2 separate regions of the Mus musculus genome follow, and region 1 is linked to region 2. Evidence: chromatin contacts called from public HiChIP or PLAC-seq data. All regions are on one chromosome and are shown on one strand. Each heading gives the region's core, a stretch centred on a gene start, on an enhancer-like site or on the middle of the called end of the contact. The rest is flanking DNA. Distances are from core to core; before and after follow the strand shown.

Region 1 (6,746 bases), core at 3,311-5,810, 140 kb before region 2:
TCTGGATTCATGTTGAAGACATGAATAGTATAATTAAGTAGAACATATTCTTACACAACCATGTAAATATTTGCATATATATATACACACACACACACACATATCTCTACATACATGCTTTTCAGTTGACCTTAGAACACTCATGAGATACACTAAGTTAAGGGCTAGTGCGGGAACTCAGCAGGTAGAGGTGCTTGCCACGGAGATGGATAACTTGAGTTCAGTCCACAGGACCCACATGGTAGAAAAAGAGAACAAATTCCCACTAGTTGTCCTCTGGTGTTCCCACACATGCCCACACACAAAACAAGTACATTAAAATGTAATTCTAAAAAACTTAGGAGGCACTGCTCAACAATACACATTAAAAATCCCAGTATAGTTCAACAGGAACATACATTATGGTTATCCAGTCTAGGACCATAAGCAGTAAGATTAAAAATAAAGAAAGCAAAATGGCAGGAAAAAAAACTAAATCACGTACACACGTTCAATGTTAATCTCTACAGTAAAAAAGAAAATTTAACTGATATTGTTAACTCTTTTGAAATGGACAGTATATTTAACAAGACAAAACCTGAATCTTAAAGGTGGCAACTATATCTTGAAGACGATGTGTCAAGGCTGGAGAGGTAACTCAGTCCTGAAGGTACCTGCCAGTAAGCTCCAGTTCACACCCCAGAAACAAAGGAAACCCAGGAGTGGTGCTGGGTGCTTGTAAGCCAGCCCTAGGGCAGCAGAGACTCCTGGATCCCTGGGGTAGCTGGCCTGCCAGCTTAGCCTAATTAGAAAGCTCCAGGCCAGTGTGAGGCAACCTGCCTGAGAAACTACCCAAGGTCATCCTCTGCAAAACACACACACACACACACACACACACACACACATGCATACACGCACAAACACACGCACGCACACGCACACACGCACAAACACACACACACACACACGCACGGGCACACACACACACAAACACACACGTGCACACGCGCACACACACATGCGCACGCACACAAACACACACACACACACAAACACGCACACGCACACGCACACACACAAACACAAACACACACACACACACACACACACACACACACACACACGCACACACCATACTAAGTAGACCAGCAGGGGAGGGGCAGTACCTTCTGCACAGTGCAACTCTCAACACGGTTTTCAAGCCTTTTCCATCACTCAGATCACCCAGCGAGAAATCCTGTAGCCGCTAAAACCAACCACCTCCTGTTCCTCTTCCCCAGGCCCCGGTAACTTCTAATCCACTTCCTATGGATTTCTCACTATTCCATGATAAGAGAGCCACCCACCTTTGGTGTTCTTGGGACGGCCTTATTTCAGCTGTCTGTCCTCAGATCTCCTCCGCCATCACATTCAGTATGGCGTCCCCTTCTATGGATTAATACTGTCTTATGCTAGGGACATCATGGCCAACAGTGCCTTTGAAAGAAGGAGAATACAGACAACAGATCAATTACTTTGGAACAAAGAGAAAAGAAAATCTCTCCTTAGGTTGGACATGGTGGCTCATGACTTCAATCCCAGCCCTCAGGAGGCAGAGACAGGCAGATCTCTGGGAGTTTGACGGCAGCCTGCTCTAACAGATACTGTCTCAAAAACAACAAACAAACAAACAAGAATCTCTCCTTGAAAAGTTCTCTGCTTAAGTTAGAAGAAACTTCTCCCAGACCCAGAAGACAGGTAAAGGGTTCCAAACACCTAGAAATACAGGATGTCTAAATCACTTTAGAAGAATAACACAACCCTGAACAGACAGAAGTCTTAATAAATAGGCTAAGAAGAAAAGATTTCCTACTGAAAACATAGGGACTTAAAAAAAAGCCTGTGAAGTGAAATTTTTCTCTGAGCTCTTAGAAACTCAAAAGTGACTGTCCCTGCAGGTTTGTGCCAAGAGTCCAGGACAGTCCAACCCTGACAAATCTCTCACTAGAATGGAACATTTGCAAACTAAAGAAGAAAAACAACATGTATAGTCTTCTCTCACAATTTCCACCAAATCCCAACCTCTCTTTCCAAGTGAATTAGAAAAAGAATTTTCCTTTGCTAATTTCCTTACTTATTGGTGAAATAATATGAGTGTCCCATAGAAGCCAGGGTGATACAGGCTCAACAACCACAAAGGGATCGAGACCCACAGGTTGAGAAACACTGCTCAAAGGTCTTTTCTCCTTAAGGACAAATACCAAAGAGGCGAATTTTAATGAAATGAAGAAAATTTTACAGCTTTTAGGAAATACGAGAGTACACATCAAAAATAAGAGCGCTCATGTTTTAAAACTGTCAATGAGCTCAGCGGTCTGTAAACTCCAAAGGGAATTTTAATCGGATATTTAGCGGAAGTTGGCAAACCGACTCCAAATGCATCGGGGAAGATAGAAGTATGAAGAACCGACAGAAATACTGAAAAAGCGAGGATAAAGAGAGGAGAATTGCTCTGCCAGATTGTGAAACAAACCGCCAGACTACCACAGAGCGGGGTGATTGCCGCGCGGGAGAGATTCTCAGAGAAGCTCCATCTACACCCTGGGATTTATTTCGTCACCCAAGTGGCGTTTCAAATTAGTGTGAGAAGTGGTAGGACATTTGCTGTCCACTGGGAAAACACAGATCACTGCCTTGCATCACAGGAAAGGCAATTGATTTCAGGTCTAATTAGAGAAAGTTCCAAATAGAGACTGCTGAACTCGGGATAAGCAGGGTTGCTGGCTGGGAACCAGATTTCCCGTTCAATGCCCCAGGCCGGCTGTGAGTGGGAGCGCTAACCCCTAGGGACCTCCCTGCCTTGGTGTGAGAACCTGCAGGAAGACTGAAGTGTTCTGAGGTGTGTTTTTTAGTCCGTATGCTCCTTCCAAGTCCTGTTTCATCAGCTTGGAGATGCCCAAGGCCCCCAAAACCAGATCCTCCTGCGATTTAATGCTATTTCTGAGCTGGTACTGGTGCCAGAGAGCAGATGGGGAGGTCAGAGGACAACTTCAGGGAGCTGGTTTTGTCTTTCCACAGTGTGGGGCTTGAGCTCAGGCTCAGTTCACCATGTTTAGCAGCCGTGGACTTTAGGGAGTGATGTGTATTCCATTCGAACCTGTGCTGCCCAAAAGACCTTTTCACGACATCGGAATTATTCCCTGTCTTCACTGTCCAGTTCAGTAACCACAGGTGTGGGAGTGTTAACACTTAAACTGGGCCTGGCACGACAGGAGCCAAATGTGCCACATGTGACTGCCAACGGATGTCTGTGAGGCCATCAGCCTCAGCCCCTGGGCCAGGGCCAGGTAGGACCTCGTGGAAGTCCCACAGTGTAGAGCTGGACTAGAACCAGGGCAGTCTTCAGAGAAGCTAGTCTAGCTTCTTACTGATTCCAGACCCAGCTACAAACTTAGTAGCTTAAAACAGTTCCAAAGAATTATCTCACACTTCCGGAATTCAGGAGGCCAAATTGATCTTAATGTAGGAGGAGGAAATTGAAGCATTCACGAGGCTGGCTCCTTGGGGACTTAGGTTCAGAGGCAGAGGTGAGCAAGAGGGATGGTATTTTGTACAACCTGCGCACTATCTTCCTGACACTAGAGAGGTAGTGACTGTCTTTTGAGTTGTAAAGTTCTACAAACAGAGCAAAGTTTAAAGAAGATTAGCCTGGCCGGGCTGTGTGTGAGTAGGTGGAGATGGGGGAGGGGTGCTGGAGAGCAGGGAAACTAGTGAATAAACAGAAGCATGGGATGTTTTGTTTCAGAGGGAACAGGCAAAGAAAGTGTCTGGCAGAAAACACCTTGTCAAGCAGAGAATGTCCTCAAAACATCACCAATGGTGCTAAACAAAACATGACCACAGTGGCTTAAATCGTTTCAGAAAGAAACATAATTTCTGATTTTATTGGTTTATGTACTCGAGGAATTTGTGTAATTGAAGGGTCTGTCCAATGACTTTATTAATGCCTAGCTCTGTTACCCAGGAGTGCATGTTTCTCTGAAATACACTGCATACGGGAGACACTGAAACCTTTCCACTTGCATCAGGTCATTTTCTAAGCTCAGCCAATGACTCTATCTGAAGGAGTATGGTGGCCCAGGTATTTGAATGAACACAGATAAGATGTAAGGCTCAGGGGCCATCCTTCCAACAGCCTGGGTTTTTAGCACAGGAAGTTGTGTTGTTTATCATCTGCCCTTCACCTTGAAGAGAAAGAGAGAAACAAGCCCGGCTCTTACTTACCAGATGGCCCTCTCTCTGTGGCTTGGGTGCCATCTGGAATTGGTTTTGATAAATCCAAACACTAGAGCTACATTATCTTTCTAGCTAAATATATCAGGTAGTTCATTAGCCTGGCAACCTCTGCCTTGCTTTCACTAGCTAAACAAGATAGGACTGGAGACGGAGTGTGGGTTTTGTTCACCAGGAAGCCACTGAAGAGAAATCACTCTGCCTTCAGTGACCTCTAGAATGATTTCAAAGATCCAGAGGCCAGCTGAGTCCCTGAAGGGGTGTAGACACTGCCCTGGGGACCTGTGGATAGCGGCATCTGGCAGGATGCGGGCGGGGCTTGGCTGTGTTTCTGATCCTGGGTTATTACTCAAAGCACTCCAGTCTCCGGACACCTAAAGACTAAAGGCAGCCAGAAACTTTCCTCCTTCTCTTTAGAGGATTCTCATCTTTGCATTTGTGCACATACATAAAAAGGTAAAAGTAAAATCATTTTCCAAGCTTGGAACAAAACCCCAGGCCTGCCTCACCCAGCCTTTCCACGGCTCGCTTTCAAATGTGTTCCCAGCTCCGCTGCTTCTTTGGATTTTTTTCTTGTCTCCCTATTTTGGTTGTGTGTGTGTGTGTGTGTGTGTGTGTGTGTGTGTGTGTGTACATTCAGGTCCATGTGTATGTGTGTGTGTGTGTACACATTCAGGTCCGCGCGTGTGTGTGTATGTGTGTGTGTGTGTGTGTGTGTGTGTGTGTGTGTGTGTACATTCAGGTCCATGTGTATGTGTGTGTGTGTGTGTACACATTCAGGTCCGTGTGTGTGTGTGTGTGTGTGTGTGTGTGTGTGTGTGTGTGTGTGTGCACATTCAGGTCCATGTGTACACTTATGTGTGGTATGTGGTGTGAGTATGTGTGTGTCTATGTGTGTGTGTATAGGGCAGAGGTAATTGAAAGGCCCCTTCCGTTTTATCTCGCACTTTGACTTTGGAGAGAATATGGAAGAGAGCCTTGCTCACTGAGCAGGAAGCTCAGCCATTCGGACAGCCTGGCCGGCCAGTGAGCTCTAGAGATCCATCTGTCTTTTTCTGCGCCTCCTGTGGCACAGACCAAAGAGTCCAGCTCCTCCCTGGGTGCTACTAAGGCTCTGACCTGCTTAGTAGAGAGCACTTTCCCAACTCAGCCATCTCCCTGGCCCTGCATCTCCATTCTTTTTAAAACAAATGTTAAAGTTTGTATATGTGCACACAGACAGCCTGGTCTCCAGTCGAGCAAAGGTCTGGAACCCCGGGGACCTGTGAGTGGTGATTTCCATCAACATGGGACAGAAGGTGTTAGATTATGTCTCCTGGACCCCTGGTTCCTGTTGAAGTTACTACCCCCACAGCCCCCGCAAGAGAGGTGTGTGACTATCAGTCACATAGATAAAGCCCCAAGCTTCTGGCATTCTGGCTAGACTCCACCCCCACAGTTATCTGACTATAGCCAAGTATGCTCCTCCCCACAGTTACCTGGTAGCCCAGCCCACTATAAAAGGGGCTGCTTGGCCCCTCCTCGCTCTCTCTAAGCTCTTACTTTGCTTACTATCATCTCTAGTCTTCCTTCTCTCTCTCTCTCTGTCTCTCTCTTCCCCCCCTCTCTCCACGTGGCATGGCCAGTCTCTCTCCCTCTTTTTACCTTCTCTCTTTCTCCCTGCCTTTCTACAATAAGGCTCTAAAACCATAGACTGTCTCTGCTGATCAAGGCCCACTGTGCTTGAACGATGAGATAGGCTTTCCCCTAAAGACCTACATCTAACTTCTCCCCAGAAGGCCTTCCTGCACTCCAGCCACAGACCAAACCAAGGACTTTTATCTGCTTGGGAACCACCCAGCACCACCTCTCTCCCTGCCCTCTCTTCCCTTCAGCCCCGGGGCTGACTGAGCCGTCCCTGGGGCCCCCATTTTGTTCTCAGCTCTTCTGCGGTGTCCAGCGGCATCTGGGATCCCCGAGACTGAGAACCTGTTATCTCTAGCTTCCATGAGGCCTAGAGACCTAGAACTTGTCCACCCCCTTGGACTGGGTCCTGAGCTTCCCACAGCCAGACACCTACCCGGGGCCTCGTGGAAAGCCTATGGCAGTCCTCCTTCGTCCACCAGCCCAGAGCACGGGAACTCTGGCAGGACACAGGTTTTCTCCCACTCCCTTTATTCCCCCATGCCCAGCGCCCAACATAGGGGTGTTTTGCCTGAATGTATGTCTGTGTACCACATGTGTACAGTGCCCATAGAGGGCAGAAGATGCCTTGGAACTGGAGTTAGAGATGGTTGTGACCCACCATGTGGGTGCTGGGAATTGGATGCAGTAACTTTAAAGACTGAGCCTTGTCTCTAGCCTGCATGTGTCCAGACTTTTTAAAAACATACTTTTGGTACATATCTTTATGTTTCCATTTTACGTCGCCATTTGTTCAGAAGGAGAGAATCTGCTCTCACAGGTCACAGGCTCCCTCTCAGTGTGGTCCTCTCCATCACTCAACAGCAACAGTG
Region 2 (6,819 bases), core at 929-3,428:
ATTTTGGAGGCATGTTGGGAGTAGCCATATTTTATTTTTGCTTATCTATGAAGCATGGCAGTTATCATAGGTGCATAAGCAGACACTGCAACCTGCCTTTACTGGGGTCTCCAAGCCCCAGCATAAAACTGGACACAGGGGTTTCCTGGATATTTGCTGTGTGAATGAATAACTGAGTGCCGCCCTTACTCTGGTTGGTTTTGTGGGTCAACTTGAAACAAGCTAGAGTCATCAGAGAAGAAGGAGCTTCATTTGAGGAAATGCCTCCATGAGATCCAACTGTAAGGCCTTTTCTCAGTTAGTGATCAATAGGGGTCGGGGGAAGCTCAGCCCATTGTGTGTGGTGCCATCCCTGGGCTGGTGGTCCCAAGTTCTATAAGAAAGTAGGCTAAGCAAGCTTTGCAGAGCAAGCCAGTAAGCAGCACCCCTCCATGGCTTCTGCATCAGCTCCTGCCTCTGTATTCCAGCCCTGCAGGAGTTCCTGTCCTGACTTCCTCCAGTGAGGACTGTGATCTGGAAGTGTGAGCTGAATTAACCCTTTCCTCTCCAACTTGCTTTTTTAAAAGGTCCTGGCGTTTCATCACAGCAATAGCAACCCTTACTAAGACAGCTCCTCTGGGCTGGTATAAGATTATCTCAGGGTTTTCTCTGTAGAGGAGAAACAACAGATATTAGAAGTCCATCCATTCAAAAAAGAGAGCAAGCTTGCTCAAGTGGAATGTCAGTCTGCCAGGGAACACAGAGAACCCATGCGGTCCTTCGCTTTAGGAGGGATAGTTAGGTTACATAGAACCAAAGACCTCTTAGGCATCTGTCCTTTCTGGTCCCTCAACTGGGCTTCTGTGGCCTCTCCCCCCAGCTTCCCTGGGCATAGTTTTGGGAACCATGACCACAATGAGTGGTCGGGTAGTGTAATCAGAGGGAGGTAGAGAGGTCTAGCTGCGTCTGCTTGGAAAAGGCTCTGAACACATTGTCAGGAGTCTGGCACAGCTATGATGTATGAAAACTTTATTTAAGAAGTTGACCTTGGCTGGGCAGGAGTGGTGCATGCCTTTAATTCAGAGGCAGGCAGATTTCTGAGTTTGAGGCCAGCCTGGTCTACAGAGTGAGTTCCAGGACAGCCAGGGCTACACAGAGAAACCCTTTCTCGAAAAACCAAAAAGAACAAAAAAAGAAGTTGCCCTTGACAACGAAAGCTGAGCACACCTAATCCAGACATCACAAATCTGAAAGGGGCCACAAGTTAAACCTTTCTGATCGGTCACATGATGCCAGGAGTGGAGACCTTTCACACACCAGGGTGTGACCACTTACAATCAACCCAGTGGTGTATGTGAAACATAAGTAAATTTTGTGATTGGACTCGACTCCTGTCCCCAAGATATTTCATTATGTCTATGCAAATGTTCCAAATATAATACATAAATCTGAGATCAGAGACTCTTCTGGACCCACCATTCAATTCAAAGACTCGGCCTCTATTTACCACTTGGCATGGCCTTGTGAGGGTCTTACCGCTGGCAGCATTTATGAAGACAGGCTTGTTTGCGAAGGCGGGGATTATAAAACCCACTCTGCTGTAACCATCTGCAGACATCCACTGGGATTCGTGTACCTTTGTTCTCCAGCGGAGTTCAGGCAGATGCCCTTGTAAACGATGCCTCCTTCCGGCTTCCTTCTGCGGAGGAATCCCAATGGTAATTAGTGGGAGCATCCCATGACCAACAGGAAGCTATCTCAAACACATGTGCGGTTTGAAGATGCCTCAGTAAAACTCATTTCATGGTGGGGTCTGCACAGGGAGATGATTCCATGCAAGATGACAGGAGCCAGCAGCTGTTTGTCTGTGTTCGTACCAGAGTGACCCACAGCATAAGGCAAGAGGAAGACGAAGAACTGTGCCCCACTTTTACAAACTAACCCTTTCACCCTTAAAATGCTTAAAAATATTTCCACACATCTAAAGTAACGATTTAGGGTGGGTTTTCACCCATTCTTTAAAAAAAATTGCTCAACAAAGTAGACAAAGGCTTACACTTTTGTGGGCAGCTACAATTTGAGACGGTGCCTAACTGTCCACCCCACGCACCCTTATTTGACAGCTTTTACGCAACAGCTCATTAAGCTCCTGCCAGCCCTGTGCTTCCCAGTTTTCTCTTGCCTGATCTTCTATTAGCCTTCCGGAGAAGTCTGCTTCCGGTGTGCCAGAGTTCAAATACAATACACTCTGAGTTGCAATGGGCTCCGCTTTCTGTGACAAATGAGGGCAGTTTCTTCTCATTCCTCGAATTCTCTGAGTTCCTCCGAAGATAATGTTGTTTGTTACACCACATAGCTAGCTTTCCGTACAGCCTTGGGGAACAGGAGAAAGGAAAGAGACCTCTATGACAAGTGGGTGTCTCTATGGTGCCCCAGATTACTACCTTGTAGTCCTAAGTAGTCCTAGCTACTTAGGAGACTGAAGCAAAGAGATCACTTGAGCCCAGGGGTTCCAGGATAGCCTACACAACATAGTAAGACCTGGTGGGGAGGAGGGGATATTGTTAGTTTCAATGTTCCTATTGATCTCAATTGGGGCAACATCCAACTAGTCAAAAGCAAAGTGTAGAGTAGGAAAGTACAGTGCTATGTAGGAATGATTTTGACTCTCTCCAGTGAGAATTTTAATGCACTATAATTTGAAAGTCTGCAGCCTACCGGTTTAAATAGTGTCTTGCAGGCCCAGACGGACAGTCCAAGCTGGCTGTTCTCTGCAATGGCCCCTTTGCTCATTTGCCTGCTACACTGTGAGTTTCTGACCCGATGCATTCCTTGTGCTCATTAGGTTTATTTAAAAACCTATCATTGCCTGGGGGCACCTGGGTCCATCCACTGAACGTGGATAATTGCAAGAATTGGACAAAATTAAGCATCCAGGATCATCAGAGGTGGCTTTGTGCACAGATAAAGCCCAGCTGCTGCCCTCTTAGAAGGTGAATGGAGACTAATTGGATAATCTAGAGACCAATTAGCCTGAAGGGGGAAAAAGAAGTCGCTGTAGATATAAGAGATGCATTCTCCGTCAGAGGAGTGTTGTGTGCCTAAGATGCAGCTTAAAGAACTGAAATTCTATGTGATAGAAATATTCAAACCTATTTTCTTTGCATCGGTGTAAGACAGCAGAAATGCTGAGCCAGAATCAGACAGCGATGGGGCTTTTCTGATCTGGGAGAGTTCTAGGCATGGGTCAGGCTGTCCCTTCAGCTACAAGTAAAAGTTTTTATTATGTCAGTTGCTGTGGATCCTTTGAAATGAAAATGGTCTCTAAGTGTACTTTTACATAGCACTTAGGTAGTTTTACAAATATTATGCTGGTAAAAAGTCATGCGCCCTTTGCATACTTAGCTCATTAAGAAGGCTTGGGCTGGGGGATAAACCTTCTAAGAATGTCACTGCATTGGCATGTAACTAATCAAAGTTTGAATCTGTCACATGCTTGATCACATGATGTGGGTGGCCCTTGAGGCATAGAAGGTGTGAAGTTGACCCTGTTTCGACCTGCAGCCTTACTTCCTGAGCCCTCTAATCAATAGGCATCAATAGCTTTGGGCTAAAATGAGGTAATGCTTGCATTGTGTAGCATCAACCATTGGAAGTAACAACTCACAGAAACCAGTAGTCAACCCAAGAGTCACAGTGTCACCTGTATTTCTGATGTCCAACAATAAGCCAGGAACTCGTTGGTGCTCGCCCCACACACAAACATTACACAATCTAAGTGGGGTAACAAGATCTGGAATGACAGACAGGCATTCGCCTTGGTTCTGTCTAGTCTCTGGGGACAGGAGCTGGTATCTTGCGCCACTACCTGAGTGGCAGGGGGATCGGCTGATGATGAATCAGCCTCTGGGATGGGAGGAGCCATGGCCTCTGTTGCCCTGAACCAGTGAGCAGGAGCCACCTGTTCACTGCAGGAAGCCCAGGATCTGAGCTCTTGGGTAAAGCACGTGAAAGGGTCTCCACTCTCCTCTTGGAGCAGAAAAGGACCTAGCACCACTTAGAGATACAACTGAAGAAAGAGCGCTGACTGGGAGAGGGCTGGCTGGAAGACAGCTGCTGTGGGGGTCCTTCCCAGCCTTCTTCCCCTTCTTTCTTCTCTTGCTGCTAATTCTCCAATGAAGTCGCCATTTTGCTGCCCTCTCTCCCTGCAGCTGTTTCTCCTGCATGAGCCTGGGACCAGCATTCAGACCTGCTTCTCACCTACACCTACACCCAGCCTTCCCTGTCCTGAAGTGTACTCTCCAGAAGAGTATCCCTCTCAACCTGGAACTCTGAGAGCATTAGGCAAGGTCACTGGTCCCTATCAGGTGGCTTTTTAAACAGCCTTTCTCGAACAAAGAGACTGAACTGAGAAAATTCAGTCAAAAAACTGGTGCCACTTGTTGGCTGAATCAGCTCCTGGACCCGACCCTCACTCCAGCCCTGAACATTCTCTGCTCCAGGACAAGGCTGAAGTCACCCGGTGTAGTGCAGTGTCCCCAGGAAAGCCCAGACACCATCCTCTATCAGCTCCAGTGACCCAGTCACACCTCAGGTTAAGGTTCCCCCTGTAATCGCTCCTTTTGAACCGCCTTGGAAGCTTACCCCTGATGATGCTGTTCTCAGGGAAGGGAGGCTGCCACAATGGGATGTACGCAAATGTGGGAGGCAGTTGGCTTAATGAATCTCTCTGTCCTGCTTTTGGAAGTGGCTTTCAAATAGGTGTGTTTTGTTTCAAAAAGTGATAAGTGTATATCACATAAAGCATTTTCCCATTTACTCAGCAGCATCAGGTATATTCACACTGCTGGTAACGATAATCTATTGTTAGAGGATTTCATCGTGCAAGACCATGGTCCAATGCTGCAACCCTTTAATAAGAAAAAGTTATTTTTGCCGTTACTTTGTAATTTTGCTGCCATTATGAATCGTAAAGATCTGTGTTTTCTGGTGGTCTTAGGTGACCCCTGTGAAGGGGGTCACAAGCCAGCACTTTGCTAGGTGGAAACCCACTGTGCTAGATGGACACTCTACCGTGATAGATACAAATTCCCCAATTAAGACCCATCTCAAATACAGCTAGACAACTACCATTTATGTTTTTCTCTGAGTTTGATTACCAGATATATAAGTAGGAACATGCTTTGGGGTCTTCCTCGATCAGTGTAACGGCTTTGAAAATCCATCCACGTTGCAGCACGTGTCTGGTTTGATTACCTTTTTAGAATGACTACTAGCTTATGGTTTGGATATGCCACATCTACTTTACCCATTTGTCTGTCCATAGACACATGGTTTCCCCATGGATAGTGCTGCTGTGAACTCAGCTGCACAACAGCAATGCTCACTCTCAGTTTCTTTGAGTGTGCATCGAGAAGTGGACACCACCTGGTCCCTTGTTAATTCCACAGCCGGAGGAACAAACAGTCAAACTGGTTCCAATAGCAACTCCTCTACTTGATGCAGTACTGGCAGCAGGAAACAAGGGTCCCAATTTTTCTCTCCCTCTTCATCAACATTTGCTTTCTAGTTTAAAAAGTCATTCCAGGTCTGGAGAGATGGCTCAGGGGTTTAGAGCACTGACTGTTCTTCCAGACGTCCTGAGTTCAATTCCCAGCAACCATGTGGTGGCTCACAACCAACAGTAATGGGATCTGATGTTCTCTTCTGCTGTCTGGAGAGGTGACAGTGTACGCATATACACTAAATAAATAAGTAGGGGGAGGCGGCCTCAGCCTCAGCAGCAGCGGTCGCCATCTTGGTTCCGGGACTCAGCAGAACTTAGGAAATTAGTCTGAACAGGTGAGAGGGTGTGCCAGAGAACCGGACAGCTTCTGGAACAGGCAGAAGCACAGAGCCGCTGAGGCAGCACCCTTGGCGGGCCGCAGACAGCCGGCCACCGTCCGGACCAGAGGACAGGTGTCCGCCTGGCTTGGGAGGCGGCCTCAGCAGCAGCGGTCGCCATCTTGGTTCCAGGACTCCCTGGAACTTAGGATTTTAGTCTGCACAGGTGAGAGTCTGCACCACAGAAGCTGACAGCTTCTGGGAACTGCCAAAGCAACACAGCTTTTGAGAAAGGCCCTGTTTTGGGCCTTCTTTTTCGGCCAGGAGGAGGTCCAAAAACAAGATATCTGCGCACCTTCCCTGTAAGAGAGCTTGCCAGCAGAGAGTGCTCTGAGCACTGAAACTCAGAGGAGAGAATCTGTCTCCCAGGTCTGCTGATAGACGGTAACAGAATCACCAGAAGAACAATCTCTAAACAGAGTCAACTATAACTACTAATTCCAGAGATTACCAGATGGCAAAAGGTAAACGTAGGAATCTTTCTAACAGGAACCAAGACCACTCACCATCATCAGAACCCAGCACTCCCACTTCGTCCAGTCCAGGACACCCCAACACACCCGTAAACCTAGACCTAGATTTAAAAGCATATCTCATGATGATGGTAGAGGACATCAAGAAGGACTTTAATAAATCACTTAAAGAAATACAGGAGAACACTGCTAAAGAGTTACAAGTCCTTAAAGAAAAACAGGAAAACACAATCAAACAGGTAGAAGTCCTTACAGAAAAAGAGGAAAAAACATACAAACAGGTGATGGAAATGAACAAAACCATACTAGACCTAAAAAGGGAAGTAGACACAATAAAGAAAACTCAAAGTGAGGCAACACTGGAGATAGAAACCCTAGGAAAGAAATCTGGAACCATAGATTTGAGCATCAGCAACAGAATACAAGAGATGGAAGAGAGAATCTCAGGTGCAGAAGATTCCATAGAGAACATCGGCACAACAAT

What was found. HiChIP or PLAC-seq counts read pairs in DNA pulled down with a chosen protein or histone mark.
Region 1: a contact with region 2 is called in an H3K27ac HiChIP or PLAC-seq map of extraembryonic endoderm stem cells. The contact joins two enhancer-like sites. A contact is called at or near these places in 1 of 15 datasets of contacts at CTCF or cohesin (CD8 T cells), 3 of 115 datasets of contacts at active chromatin or transcription factors (extraembryonic endoderm stem cells, heart atrium and thymic regulatory T cells) and 2 of 9 other capture datasets (adipose tissue and liver).

Annotation. Positions count from the first base shown.
Region 1 is chr1:39,865,910-39,872,655 of GRCm38.p6, reverse strand. No RefSeq gene overlaps it. Among named protein-coding and RNA genes, the nearest start is that of Gm35600, 17 kb to the right of the region's middle. Within about 2 kb of position 4,560, at least 96 of the 459 cell types and tissues checked have an H3K27ac peak or open chromatin away from gene starts, as enhancers often do. A contact at or near this core is called in adipose tissue, extraembryonic endoderm stem cells and liver, where this site is marked.
Region 2 is chr1:39,727,105-39,733,923 of GRCm38.p6, reverse strand. No RefSeq gene overlaps it. Among named protein-coding and RNA genes, the nearest start is that of Rfx8, 9.5 kb to the right of the region's middle. Within about 2 kb of position 2,178, at least 17 of the 459 cell types and tissues checked have an H3K27ac peak or open chromatin away from gene starts, as enhancers often do. A contact at or near this core is called in adipose tissue, extraembryonic endoderm stem cells and liver, where this site is marked.